3 separate regions of the Sus scrofa genome follow, and regions 1 and 2 are each linked to region 3. A link is a contact called in public Hi-C data. All regions are on one chromosome and are shown on one strand. The core of a region is the stretch at or near the end of the contact, and the rest is flanking DNA. Distances in the headings are between cores, read along the strand shown.

What was found. A called contact is a pair of places that touch in the nucleus more often than the background predicts.
Region 1: a Hi-C map of embryonic fibroblasts shows a contact between it and region 3, with 2.2 times the contacts expected there. The contact joins the enhancer-like site here to the promoter of MARCH3 in region 3. A contact is called at or near these places in 1 of 5 promoter capture datasets (fetal liver), 13 of 47 Hi-C or Micro-C datasets (alveolar macrophages, embryonic fibroblasts, fetal heart ventricle and 6 more) and 1 of 2 datasets of contacts at active chromatin or transcription factors (skeletal muscle).
Region 2: a Hi-C map of retroperitoneal adipose tissue shows a contact between it and region 3, with 1.6 times the contacts expected there. The contact joins the enhancer-like site here to the promoter of MARCH3 in region 3. A contact is called at or near these places in 1 of 5 promoter capture datasets (liver), 4 of 47 Hi-C or Micro-C datasets (alveolar macrophages, embryonic fibroblasts, liver and 1 more) and 1 of 2 datasets of contacts at active chromatin or transcription factors (skeletal muscle).

The regions. Positions count from the first base shown.
Region 1 is chr2:129,859,070-129,864,144 of Sscrofa11.1, forward strand. LMNB1 (lamin-B1) reads left to right here. Exons shown (of 11, transcript XM_003123882.5): 11 at 2,341-3,142. The coding sequence ends at 2,382. Among named protein-coding and RNA genes, the nearest start is that of LMNB1, 54 kb to the left of the region's middle. Within about 2 kb of position 1,747, at least 4 of the 83 cell types and tissues checked have an H3K27ac peak or open chromatin away from gene starts, as enhancers often do. A contact at or near this core is called in alveolar macrophages and embryonic fibroblasts, where this site is marked.
Region 2 is chr2:130,170,251-130,174,691 of Sscrofa11.1, forward strand. No RefSeq gene overlaps it. Among named protein-coding and RNA genes, the nearest start is that of MEGF10, 54 kb to the right of the region's middle. Within about 2 kb of position 1,506, at least 57 of the 83 cell types and tissues checked have an H3K27ac peak or open chromatin away from gene starts, as enhancers often do. A contact at or near this core is called in embryonic fibroblasts, liver, retroperitoneal adipose tissue and 1 more, where this site is marked.
Region 3 is chr2:130,024,495-130,029,491 of Sscrofa11.1, forward strand. MARCH3 (membrane associated ring-CH-type finger 3) reads right to left here and starts at 1,886. Exons shown (of 5, transcript NM_001244831.1): 1 at 1,669-1,886. It overlaps LOC102161210, which reads left to right and starts at 1,427. Exons shown (of 6, transcript XM_021085157.1): 1 at 1,427-1,726; 2 at 1,787-1,941; 3 at 2,102-2,429. The coding sequence starts at 1,427.

The DNA.
Region 1 (5,075 bases), core at 497-2,996, 170 kb before region 3:
GTTTGTTTTTTTTTTCCCTGAACAAAGTTAGTAATCTACCAAGTGGGGTTTGTTTTTCCTGAGGTGATATTCAAGAAACAGTACACTAGGGTATGTAATATGGTAGTACATGTTTGTGACAAATAAGTGTATGTGGAATGGAATGCATGCTCAAAATTATTGACGTGTTCTTTGAGAAGTTTAGATGACTTAATTAGAGCAGGTATCTGCATATAAGCTTTAAAAAAACAAAGACTAATACTCAACTTCAGTGTAAAACAAAATTATTGCTCTCTTAAGTTTCTAATCATTTAATTGCAAGATAGATTTTAGCTGATGCATGGGCTTTTGAGAGCCCTTGAAATAAAGAAACTCCAAATTTGATTTTAATTAATTATATTGGAATTATTAATAAGTAATGAGCCTTCAGTTTATATTCTCAACTGTTTAAGTCTGATCATTCATCAAAATTCCTACCCTTATCCTATAAGACTTCATCTCCATAACTCCAAAGTTATAAATCTGTTGGTTTTGCTTAATTAGCCCCAGTCCTACTCCAAATAAACATTCTTTTATGCGTTCAGCCTCCAGAGTCGAGAACTACTTGAGGGTGGGTTATGCTGCAGTAAGGTTTTGGCACAGATACTTCTTTATTCATGTTGGAGGGATATTTAAGAACAAATATTTTACACTTGGCTTTAACAAGAAACAGACAGAAGATCCATTTCCTGCCCTTATGGGGAGCATTATATGACTGGATATAAAATAACAATATAAGAGATATCTCAGGGTGCCAGACTAGTGGCTCAGAGCATGAGTTGTAGCAGTCGGATGCTAGAGAAAGCTCTTTAGGTCACTAGAATAGTTGAGAAGATCTCTGGGAAATAGGCTCCTCCAGTATTTTGAAGGACCAGCAGTTATTTGGGTATCAAAAGGCAGATATTGGTATTCTGTTGATACTCAGATTATCTGTTAGTACATTAAGAGACCACCTTAAAACTCGGGGGGCTTAAAACAATGAATTATAATCCCTGTGATTCTGTGGTTTGACTGGGCTTAGCTAGGCAGTTCTTTTGTTCCCCACCATGGAGGGTGAGTTCAGTCATGCAGCTGCACATAGCTGGAAGCTTGGTTGGGGCTAGAATGTTCTCCATGTCTGTTTCTTTGTGGTTTCTCACCATTTGGTAGTTTAGCCCAACCTTTGTTTTGCTGGCTTCCATTGATGAAAATGGAGAGCATTAGATCTCTTAAAGGCCTCTCTTCTCTTGGAGTAAGTCATAGGCCAGCTCCAGTTCCAGGGGAGCGAGGAGCGGAAAAGAATTTATGATGATCTTTTAATTCATCCCAGGCAGTATGTCACAACTTGAGCATTGGGTATATCTGTCCGCCTAGTTGTGTCGTAGGGTGTGTGTGAGAGAGTCTGGAACGCCTAGGCAAGTAGCTTTGCACACTTTGGAGCAAAGGAGAAGGTGGGCAGTATCAGGGCGACTACCTCTAGAAGGGAGATTGTAGAGACTGAGGGCCGATACAGATAGAGATTCACGAAGGCATAGTGGCTGAACTTGAGGGTTAGAGAAGGAAAAAGAAATCAGAGGTGTGTGAGGTTTTAGCTTTTGTGATCAGGTACGATAATGATAGCAAGGCTCAAAACAGGGGAGATGGAGGGTGGATCAGCTATTTTGACGTCACGTTAGAGAGTGACTCCATTGGCCTTTCACACTAATGAGACGGTTTTTTGGTTGACCTTTAAGAAACCAATTTCAGTTTAGTCAAGTGGTGAGTCACAGTCATATTGCGAGATTTTAAGGAATCAGTGAGTGATAAAGAAGTGGATAGAGGGAGCCACTTTGACTTCACATCTGAGAATGAACCCAGGGCACATGCTTCGGGATCAGCCAGCTGCCCATCCACGCAGCCGTCTCCTCTGATGTGGTTGTTCAGAATGCTGTTCACTCGTCTCCTGTTTCCTAGTTAGAAACGGAGGTTACTGAATAGCAGTTTTCTGCTTCAGCTGCATGTTAGAATTACTTAGGGAGCTTTAAAATCACACATAAAGAAATACTCTTCTCCAGTCGAATGAGGAATTCTGGTGTAATTGATCTAGGGACCTAGGTCAGGATTTTTTTCAAAGCTCCCCCGGGTGTGAATGTGCAGCTACAGTAGAGAATCACTGTCTGGGACGGTGTTGATGCCGTCTAGGGAAGACGTCCGAGAGAGAAGGTTAAAAAAGGGTAAGTGAGAAGTAATAAAGGTCCGCGCGAAGCTCAGTACTGCTGAACTTGTCGTATCTCTGCCTTATTTTGAAATGCTGTGATCCGTTTTCTCCTTCGCACTAATGGTTCTCTCTGTTTTCCTCATCAGGGAGCCCCCAGAGGTTCCAATAGAAGCTGTGCGATTATGTAAACTTCTCAAGTCGACTGTCTTCCTCCAAATAAAGAAGTAGGGTAATCCTTACCTACATGCAGTGCAGAGCCTTCTCAGAAGCACAGAATATTTTTATATTTCCTTTATGTGAATTTTTAAGCTGCGAATCTGATGGCCTTAATTTCCTTTTTTGACACTGAAAGTTTTGTAAAAGAAATCATATCCGTACACTTTGTTGCAAGATGTGAACTGTCGACACTGAACTAACTGTGTACTGTTTGGAAAAGGTCCCTCAAATTTTTGACATGTTTTTTGTATGTGTGCTTTTTTTTAAGTTCTTACGAGAAGGGGAGGGGAGGGTAAATAAACCACTGTGTGTCTGGGTATAATTTGAGATTGCTGCATCTAGATTAGCAATCTGCTCTTGATTATTCTCTGCTATATATAACGGTGCTGTGACGAGGAGAAAAGCATTTTTCAATATATCGAACTTTTGTACTGAATTTTTTTGTAAAAACAATCAAGGCTACAAAAATTTTTTTTTAAAATAGAAAAGAGAAATTTTGTAAGAAGGCAATATTAATCTAATCATCATGTAAGCACTCTGGATGAAGGATTCCACAAAACTTTGTTTTATGGTTACTTCTCGTAGATTCTTAATTCACGAGGGGAACGGGAGGGGTGAGGGGGGAGGGAAGGGTTTCTCCTAAAATGCATTAGTTGTGTTTTTTAAAATAGCATAACTTGCTTAAATTTCTTATGTGACATTAACAAATAAAAAAAGCTGTTTTAATATTAATTTACTGTCTTTTTTTAACTTTAGTAATATTTTTAGGGGAGAAAAGTATTGTTTCAGTTTTACTGTTTGTTTGTTTGTTTGTTTTAGGGCCACACCTGTGGCATATGAAGGTTCCCAGGCCAGGGGTCAAATCGGAGCTGCAGCTGCTGGCCTACACCACAGCCACAGCAATGCAGGATCCAAGCCGTGTCTGCGACCTACACCACAGTTCACGGCAATGCTGGATCTGTTAACCCACTGACCAAGGCCAGAGATAGAACCCTCGACCTATGGATCCTAGCTGGGTTCGTTAACCACTGAGCCACAACAGGAATCCCATCCTTTTTTTGCGGGAGTGGGGGGTGCTATACCGAGGCCTGTAGAAGTTCCTGGAACCGGGGGTGGGGGATGGGGGGGAGTGGATTGAACCTGTGCTACCGCAGTGAACCCAGCTGCTGCAGTGACAACAGTGGATCCCTAACCCACTGCACCATAAGAATTCCTTTTCACTTTTACTTTTGGTAAAAATACTTGGGTCTCTTGTTTGAACTAGATTTTACTTTAAGGCTCTGACAGTGGGGAAGATAAACACGCAAACTATTTTGAGGTCTCCTCTGTTTTCAGTCCTCTCTTGTCATTAATAATAGCAATAATAAAAGCAATAATAATAGCTAAATTTTTTGGAGCCGGGCATCGTATCATGTTCAGTGCTTTGTGTTGTTTACCTTGTTAGCAATAAGGCTTTTCAAAATCTGTAAGTAATAATAAGAAAGCCATTTGGGAACAGGGCAGTGGGAGAAACAGGGGGAGATACTCCTCTTAAAGGAAAAAACGGAGATAATATTTCTAGAATTCAGTTTTACTATCTCTAAAAATGCAGAAGAGATACTGATTAAAAGGCACCTTTGAGAGAAGAGTATGGTATGAATTACAGAAAATACAGGAATGTGTGTGCTGTGTGGGGTAAGTTATGTGTGGTGATAATTAGGGGTCGTTTATTATGCATTTGGGGAGTTTTTATCTTGTGACTGCTTTTAGCTAAGTGAGTCCATCTTGTAGAAAGTAGAGTATTTGAGCCGTCCCTAGAATGGATCAATGATAACAAATCCGAAGGTAACCCCAAATCAGTGTTTGCTTTTCTCTTAGAATATTCCTACAGTAAGCTGTGCAAAGACTAGCAGCTTAGACTTGAAAATAACTCACAGAGTCTCAGAATTACTGTGCTCTGCAGATTTACTGCATATACTCTGGTGCTGTCGCAGACACAAGATAAATACTGGGTTAGAAATTCTGTCTGGTGAAGCAGATAAAATGATAGCTTTTCCACACAGATTTATCTTCAGAATGAGAATGGCAGCGCCTTGTACAGCCCAGCTTGGTTATGAAAAGTGTTGCCACAAGGTGGGGTTCTTGTCATCAAAATTCATTCTAAGGACTTTAGGCTGGATAAATTAGGTTATAGAAATCACTTTAATTAGCGAGGCACTAAGAAACTTAGACTTTTTTTTTTTTTTTTTTTTTTTTTTAGTTTTAGTTTTTTTTGCTTTTTACGGCTGTACCTGAGGCATATGGAGGTTCCAGGCTGGGGGTCCAATCGGAGCTGCAGCTGCCAGCCTATGTCACAGCCACAGCAACGCCAGATCCCAGCCATGTCTGCGACCTCTACCACAGCTCACGGCAGTGCTGGATCCTTCAACCACTGAATGAGGCCAGGTATTGAACCCGCATCCTCATGGATACTAGTCGGGTTTGATACGGCTAAGCCACAATGGGAATTCTAACTTTGGCAGTTTTAATAGAGGGGAATATTATTTACTCTAATGAAGTGTAGAGTGAAAACCCAGGACTCAGTTAATACGTAATTGGTGGCCCTGAATGTGTGGCAGGAGGTTGTTGGGTCTATTTCGGCTGCTAGACTTTGTCGTGAATGGGAGTTTTCTGAAAATGAGCTACA
Region 2 (4,441 bases), core at 256-2,755, 150 kb after region 3:
AGGAGGAGGAGGGAGGGAGAACGGTCCAGTCTTTCATGAAAGGTTGCTGCCCCTGGGTCCTGTGGGGGGAGAGTGGTGAAACCCTCTCATATAGTCAGCGTTTCTTTTCTTTTTATTTATTTGTGTATTTTTTTAAGGGCCACTCCTGCAGCATATGGAGGCTCCCAGGTTAGGGGTCCAGTTGGAGCTATAGCTGCCGGCCTACACCACAGCTATAGCAACACCAGATCCAAGCTGCGTCTGTGACCTACACCACAGCTCACAGCAATGCCAGATCATTAATCCATTGAATGAGGCCAGGGATCGAACCTGCAACCTCATGGTTCCTAGTCGGATTCATTTCCGCAGTGCCACGACGGGAACTCCCAGCTTTTCTTTCTCCTGGGCCTTAGCTGTGGTCACTTCCCTTATCCCTCTCAGGGAGTACCTGGATATGCTAAAGGACCTTGGTCGGGGTCTAATGTATTTGACATGGTGAGAAACGGGACCTTCCCCTTGCTCCCGTCAGGGATGCTGTCCCACCTGATAAGTTTGCTCCTGATATGTGATTTTATACAGGTCAATGACGTTTTGGGTAAAGCTCTCACCCCAGCAGTGGATTCTGGCCAAACTGTGTTATGCATGTCTGTCTGATTGGAACCGGCAGCTTAACCTTCATTTGGGCTTTGTTCTCACCTATAAAGAAGGGATTGTAGTATATGCCCTCCTTACATGAAGTCACATATACCAGGGTGTTTGTGCCTGAGTTTTGGAAAGCTGAAAGCCTCTCTGTGAGTGTAGGATGGTGTTGTGGCTTCCCTCACCCTTGCTCTAGTTCTGTGCCCGGCCCTGCCCGCAAAAACCAGCTGCTCCTGTTTCTAATGTGACCTGTGCTGGCACCTTGGGCGCTCACACGGTCATGCATTCAGCTGCCACACTGTCTGCCAGCAGCCACTTGGTCACTCACCTGTTACGCCCTCCCTGCTGGTGGGGCTGGGCGGCCCTCCAGCAGCCAGTCTTTCTGGAATTAGGCTCTGCCACATGGTCTGCTTATTGTCACACACCAGGACCTCATAAGAGTACAGTCACCTCTCCCAGCCAGGGTCATAGGCCCTCGGGGCCAGCACTGAGCTGGAAAGGAAGAAAGAGTTGGAGGCCGGCTGGCACATTCAGGGAGGTGCTGAGTGAGTCTGTGTGTGAACGTACTGACTTCAGGGTGAGGCTGAGATGAGCTCACATTTGAAGAATTTGAAGAATTGGGTGTAGGGAGAGGATGTAGAAAGAGGCTGAGGAAAGGTGAAGGGTGTGTTAGTGGATTTGAAAGCAGCTAATGCTGTGTGAGCGAGGAGGAAGCAATTCCAAGATATTCGCGATCTGTGAACTTCGTGTTGCTTGTTTCTTTTTAAGTCACTTCCCTCTCGGTTCCTGCAGCCTGTGTGCGTATTTCCCTCCATTGTGTCTTTTTCCCCTGCCTTTAGCTGGAAGGCTGGAAGGGGGATGGGAGGAAATGCACTGGACTGTGGGAGGGGAGAGAGGGTGGCACTGCCCTCTAGCTGCCACAGCAGAAACTGCAGACAGAACCCTGGTTTCTGTTTTGTCCGCAGAAACCCTAGAAAAACGACTTTTTAAAATCAATTACTTATTTATTTATTGCGTGACACTTGGGGAACTCGATTTTATATGTTTCTTCCTAAAAGGAAAAATGGGCAAATGAGATAAGGGAAAAATAGAGATTTAAATTAAAAAATGAAGGGGATTGTTCATCCGTGAATTTTGATGATGGTTACAATTTTAGTTTTTGGTAATGTAGAACATGATGTGGGCAGCAGATAAGACCATCATAGCCCTTCTAGTAGTGTGCTCATCTCATTCCCCAGGGGTCATACAGTCAGCAGAAGCAAAAAGGCATATTGGTGGGGTTTCAGGCTACGAATGCTCTCTCACCAGCCGCCTAAAGCCTCCCATCACATTTTTTTCTCACCCAGTTCTTAAAGTCCCATTCATCAGGGAGTTGGTCAGAGCTAAAAGGCAGGGACAGACAAATAAGCCAAAGTTAAACTGGCATGTTGAAACCCTAGTGTTGATAACTTGGAGTCCACAGGCTTGGAGCTGGCTGCAGTGCCCTCCCCCTTCCATGCTCCACTTCCAGATGGGAAGCCAGAGAGGTCAAGGGGAAAGGTCAAAGTGAAGTTCTGCTCTGGGAATCCCTGATGTTGGAATTTGTTTATCTTCAGAAAAGAGGGAAATCAGTGAGTCAGGACATTTACAGAGTGAAGTGGATGAAAGGAGGGAAGGAACAAGTGTTGAGTCTGTGAGGAAAGGAGGACGTGTAATTAACTAAGCATTATTATATTCTAGGGATCTTACGTAATTGTATTAGTTATTCCTCCCAGCAGTCCAGTGAGCAGGGCAGTGTTACGTTGCTATTTTGCAGATGAGGAGAATGAGGCACAGAGCATTTCTTTGCCAAAGTCATATGACTTTATGGAGCGTTGTGGGAGCTTTATGAAGCTCCCAGCCTCTGTTCCAAAGCTTGTGTTATTCTCCTAAGGGGAATCAAGAAAAACATATTACATCCTAATGATAAAATACTGCTATACTATTTTAGTGCTGAAGAAGTGTCTGAGGTCGTCTGCTCTACCTCTTTCAATACCTTCATTTCAAAGTTGAAGAGAGCAAATTGCCTAGGGTTGGGCAGGACAGGCTTGGCATGCCTTCCCGTCTCAGTAAAGGGTATTACCGTCTACTAAAGGCTTTTAGCCAGAAGTCCAGCAGCCGTCTTGGTGACCTCCTCCCACCCCCGCCACATCACACATGGGATCCATCTTTAAGTCCTGCAGGTTCCAACTCTAAAGTATTGAATTCTTCCCTTCTTCTCTCCGAAATTTAATCAGTAGTCTCCTCATTAGTATTTCTTTCTTTCTTACTTTTTTTTTTTTCCATCTTTTTAGGGCTGCACCTGCAGCATATGGAAGTTCCCAGGCGAGGGGTCAAATTGGAGCTGTAGCTACTGGCCTATGCCACAGCCACAGCAATGTGGGATCTGAGCCACATGTGTGACCCACACCACAGCTCATGGCAACGCCAGATCCTTAACCCACTGAGTGAGGCCAGGGATTGAACTCACATCCTCGTGGATGCTAGTCAGGTTCATTACCGCTGAGCCACAATGGCAACTCCTCCTCATTAATATTTCTCTTTCCACTCTCCACACATTAGACATAGTGATCTTTTAAAAAATGGAATCTTTCACTGCTCTGCTTAAAGCACATCAGATTCTTCCCATGCTCTGAGATTAAAACCTCAACCCCTCACATGGTTACTAGGCCCTCCGTGAGCTAAATCTTTTCTATTGAACTCACATAGGGTCCCTTTCCATCCTGCTGGCTGTCTCTTGCCACACTGGTCTTCTGTGCCTTAGACATATCGAACCCTTTCTCTTCGTAGGATGAGATGCCTGAAATGTTCTTCCTGGAATCTGTAGTACCTTCTCATCCATCACATCTCTGCTTCATTACCAAAAAAGCCTTCTCTGACAGCCATATTCCTAGGACCCCTTACAGGCACAATCTATCAACTTACCCCATTTCTTTCTTTTAAAATGTTTATCATTATCTTTAATCTTCTTGATTATCTGTATATTTGTTAACTATTTTTCTCTGTCAGAATGTCAGCTTCTCGAAGGCAGGGAGTTTACTGTCCTGTTCATCACTGTTTTCCAAGGCTTAGTTCAATACCTGATTCATAAAAGATGCTTACAAATATTTATTGAATGAGAAAAAGGACCAAATAAGCTTGGGCTTCTTGATTCCAGGTCAGTGTTCCTTCCTTCACTAGCTTCCTAATATATAGGAGGTGTGACATACTTGGGAGACTGAACACGGAAAGTTTGCCCCCAGTTCTTAGGAGGGTCAGGAGAATGGAGAATTGGGAAGGAGAAAGAAAGCCTGAGCGCAGGAAGAGGAGCGTGGGAAGGGAGATCAGACGTTGAGTCTCCAGCGCAGCCTGTGCCAAGATCCCCAGTGAACATTTCTTCACTTTACCCACAAACATTTGTGCTGGAGTCTTATTACACATAATAGCAAATTCCAAAGCAGCAATGACAGCAGAAAAAAAATGAAAGGCTATGGAAACAAGTCCTGAGAAGAGAGTGTAGCTTTTGGACAATGGTTCCTTCATCTCAGCATTTTTTAGGGATTTCAAATAAGACGTAGTAATATTTTCATGTGCACGTTTTTCTTGAAGAGTAAAATTAAGTTTTCCTTGCTATTTTATATTTCTAGTAAGTGCTGCCATTCCCCATCACCCCCCCCCACCCCCTATGTATGGGAGGCATATTCTGAAGTATCAGGGATTATCTTCCCAACAAAATTATCTTACTCATTTTGCTCAAGTTTTCTATGAATAACTGGATGCAGCTTTAAAATTCTGAGGATTAATATCAACATTTACTCACCGAGAA
Region 3 (4,997 bases), core at 636-3,135:
TCCCTCCTATCTACTCACCTCTTCCCAAACCATGCCTATAATTATTTCACAAAATATAATTTGCCATTTCTGTGGAGTCAAACACTCCTTTTCTCCCTCACCAAAAATCACATATTCAGACTGAATGAAAATGGACTTGAGGGGTAGGCTTTGTTTGTAGCGTGTTTCTACTACGGGTTGCCCCCTACCCACGTTCCACCCTAGTGCTCCCACTGAAGTGTGTATGTTATGTTTTAACAGATGGACCAGCTGGTGGCTACTAGGCTGTAAAACAGGGACTGGGAATCTGCAAGCAATGCTATTGAACCGAATGCTCGTAAAGTTCATGGACATACACTGACCCAGACAGACTAGGCAGATCCAGACATGCTTACACACACACTCATCATACACCCCACGGATCAGAGGGTCTATCTCTCTACTCAGAGGAAGTTCAAGGCTGTTTCCTCCTCCATATTTCTCCTTGATTTGCTTATCAATTTTATATACACACAGAAGTACACACATATGTAGGCACATCTACGAATATATGGATAGCTATATAGCTCAGTGTTTTATACATTTTCAAAGATCAAAATATTGCCCAATTCTGTCATCAAGTCTCTACCTAGTACTCCCAATAAGCCCTTATTCATGTCAAATAAGTATTACAAGAAAATATTGGATTCAATTCTATTTGGTCCACACATAACATAAACTATATGTATGTAATTGCCCTCAGACAAAACAGCTACTTTTATGCCTTATCAACGAGAGAGAGAGAGAGAGAGAGAGAGAGAGAGAGAGAGAGAGAAAATAATAATCTATCTTCCACTGAGTCACAAACAAAAAGTGTCAGGTTTAACCTTGAATCCTCTGTTGTCAGTTTCTGTCACAACTTCATCACTTAAAACACAGGCGCTCAAACAAACACCAATCCACCAGCCTGGTGGTGGCTTTCACGGTCTCATCTAGGATTCCCCAGGGTCTCTGGGCATTGGGATAGACAGCAAGTACCCCGGGTGCTAACGAAGTACTTAGGACACACCTTGCAGGTGGACGTGGAGGTCCGAGCACCTCATAATGGATGCGGATTCAAGTGCTAATAGAAAGCAATTACTTTACAAAGTTTAATATCCGTGCTGTCAATTCCTTTCAATAATTGCAAAGCACTGAAGCTCCTGGTACAGAATCTAGCTGGTCACTAAAGTTCTCTCACCCCTAAAGACCCACCCGGACCCCTATGATCGCTGGCTCAGGCTACGCATCAGACAACAGACACGGTTATCTCGCCGCACCGGCTCCTGCGCGTGTTGATTTTTCAGGAACCTGTCCTCAAGCCATCTAGGAACTGCTATCCGCACACCGCTGGGCACGAAGGCCGCCCCTAGCGCGCGTGTCGCCGTCGCAGAGGGCCAGGGGAAGAGTCCCCAGGCCCCACCTAATGATGGCAATTACAACACGCCAAGTTCTTGCGAACACTCAGCCGCGTCCCGGGCCGAGTTGGGACGCTCTGAAACAAGATGTTCGGGTGTGGGGATTCTCGCAAGGAGTGAATCCCGGCAGCCCTGACCTCTTCACAGCCGCCACGCTCCGACGGACAGATCGACACGCGGCAGGACCCGTCCAGTCTCCCCGCTCGCCTAACAGCGCCGAGAGGAGCCGCTCGCCTCGCGCGCGGCCACTCACCCTCATCGCCGAGTCCCGATCGCAAACCGACGCCCCTGCTGTGGATCCTGAATTTCAAGTTGCCCCGAACCGGCGACACCTCTCGCCCTAGCCAACCGGAGCACATTGGCTCGGGCAGGCACCTCGGAGGGAGCACGTCAAGCTCGGCGGCAGCCCCGGCTCAGGCTCAGCAGCTGCCCGGAGCGCGCTGACAATTCACCGACCCGCTCAGCGAATGAGCCGGACAGCGGGGCTGAGGCGACAGGGCTCCGAGGGAGGCGGGGCCGGGCAGCAGTAAGGGCGGAGTCAGCCCGGGGCCGGCCCCGCGGGGCGGGGCGCCCTTCAACCCGTGACTGGCGGAGTCCACAGCCAATCGTGGCGCGCCAGAGCCCGCGGGTGTCGCGGGCTGTGAGGAGCGCCCTTCTCCGCCCCGCCGCCGCGGTCCAATCGCCAGCAGCGGAAGGCTGGCGGAGAGACGCGCCGGCGGCGGGGAAGTTGGCTGGGGTGAGGAGCTGGGGCCGCAAGGCTGGTGCTGTAGGGGCGGCTGTGGCCGGCCCCCGACGCCTTGGAAGCGAAGAGGCGGCCCCGGAAGACCCCTGGCTGAGAGAGGCCAGGGGCCAGCCGGAGTCTCCGCGTGTCGGCTCCCGGTGGAGCGAGAAGCCCAAGCCCCACGCGGACCGAGACTGGGCCGACACCGCCCACCCCTGGCGCCTGCAGGAGGTGCGGAACTTGGCGGCCCCAAAGGAGGTCCAGCGGTCGGAGGAAACCAGGTGCCAAAGAGGGTGAGTCCCGGGCCAGAGGACTGGAGGCCCGGGCCTGAAGCTGGGAGCTCTGGGCTCCCAGAAAGGTTCTGATTGCGTTCTGATGGTTACCTCCGAAACACAACTCCAACTCTGCCAGCCCCCCAGAAAGTTGACGACACGCCCTCTCATCACTGCCCTTCACACCACCGGCAGCGGGGACCTGACCAGGGGCCTCGGCTCCCTTCCCGACCCAAGGCGCCCCAGCACTTGTGCAGAGCCCGAGAGTGAAAAGGTGGCTCGGCCACGAGAACCGGCGGGCTGGCTCCCGCAGCGGTGGCTCTCCCCGCCGCTGTCCCTGGGGTCCGCCAGAGGGACCAGTACCGTCTGTCTTCGCGGGAAGGAACGCCGCAGTCGGCACTCTCTCGCTCCCTCCCCTTTGTCAGTTCCCAGTCCTAGCTCAGAGTGGCCCCAGCCTGGTCGTGGCGGGCCTGGGGGCAGCCTGAGCTCCCAGAGTCAGTCGTGGTTGAGTGCCCCGTAGGAAGGCTTTGTGAGCTTTGCCCTTAATGGCCGGCCAGGTCACTGCTGCTCCTTTTGTCGGTGGATTAACTCTTTGGCTGGGTTATAAGCCTTTACCTTGGTTGCAGCACACAGGCATACGGAACTGTGGATTGTCAAGAGTCAAAAAGCAGGAGTTCCCGTCGCGGCTCAGTGGTTAACGAATCCGACTAGGAACCGTTAGGTTGTGGGTTCGATCCCTGGCCTTGCTCAGTGGGTTAAGGATCCGGCGTTGCCGTGAACTGTGGTAGATGGTCGCAGACCCGGCTCTGATCCTGTGTAGCTGTGGCTCTGGCTTAGGCTGGTGGCTACAGCTCCGATTAGACCCCTAGCCTGGGAACTTCCATATGCGGTGGGAGTGGCCCTAGAAATGACAAAAAACAAAAAGACAAAAAACCAAAAAAGAGTCAAAAAGCAGAGTGGGGTGTGTTACTTTCCAGGTGGAGGCCTAGAATGTTAGCAAGCTCTGGACTGTAAACTGTGTGTGAGAGCGGCCCCTGTGTGCCTGGAACTGCACCTGCCATAGGTAGACACCCAACCCATGTACCCACGTTAGTAAGATGAAGGTGTGCAAGGCAGGAGACACGTCAATCTCCCTGGTGCCCTCACACTTACCTCCATCACTGACCATAGTTTCCTTCAAATCCCAGAAGCTCTAAAGGTTTTAGACTCAGTATTGGTAACTCCTCAGGATATCTCATGTGAGTGAGTATAGGCCTCCACAGGTGTTATTTCAGTGGCTGCCTGGCCCCCATAAGGACCTGCATAGTGGATAGCTCGCCTCTCCTGGGTAGGTTCTGATGAGGGACCATTGGCAAGATGGAAGGCTAAAGGCCTAAGGCTGAGGAGGAGTGAAATGGTCCCTTTAGCAGGGAAGAGTGCAGTTCTGAGGTGAGCTCTGGCCTAAACCGAGTTTCAAGTGGTGTCACCTCAGCTCTTTGTCTCGATCGGGAAAGGCAGGATGTTGGGGGGACAAGAAAATCAAGGTTTGGACAGTCCTTAATAGGCTCTGAGAGACTGATTAATGATGCTGGAATTGTGCATATTTAAATCCCTCCTCATCTAATGAAACAAAGAACTGGTACAGGCAAGGAAACCTATTCCATTCAATTTCAGCAGTTGCTTAGCATGCTGCGGAGTGGCCTGGGAGGATGGCCTTTGCTCACAAGGAATTAGATGTAGACCACGTGAATGGAAACAGGTCTCTCTCTGCTCAGGTCAGGATGGGGGATAAGAGGAAATATATTTCCTTGGATTTTTTTCCCCCCACTCCTGGATATGAGTAGAGGAAAAGGTTGCCAACAGTGTTTGTTCAGATTAACACCCTGTGAAGTTTTGTCACAGATGCTAATGATTATTATAAAAATCACCTCCGTAATAGGAGCCATATATTGGCTCTTGACTGTACTTGATCTAGTATTTATGGTAGATGATGAAAAAAGGAAATAGGAAATTTCTTTTCGTGAAATGAGTTAGACCTAAAGTGACTATCATGTCCCAATATCCAAGGTTTTCCATTTGTTCCTTACAGACATTACTGTCCATGGGCTCCTGGACAAATAACTGGTCTCTTTGTCCTTTAGAGAATGGATGACATTGGAAGAGACAGAGCACATCTAGATTACATTCATATTTCTATACCATCTTCTGTTGTAATTAATATTTGACAGGAGCTTATCACTCGGGCACAAACTTATTCCATTTGTTGCCATTCTGCCTAATGATCTCGTGAGTTTAGGCTATCCCTATATTCTATAAGGGAAAATTTGATCTGTTACTTGTCCAAGAACTCATTCTAGTTCTGTATGTATGAAACAAACAAAAATGCATATAAATCTGAATATGGAACTCACATGTTTAGTTCTCCCTTTTTCACCAAAAGAAATTTTCTTTCCCTCAAAGGGATGAAGTTTGTGGAATGGCTTGGGAATTGAGAAGATGCAGGTGGGACCATGGAAGCAGGACTGGTTCCTTTGTGGATGGGGAGCAAATTTGCTTTCAGGCACTGTCACCCACCTTTGACACCGAAACAATGTTTTGGAGCCTTCTAAA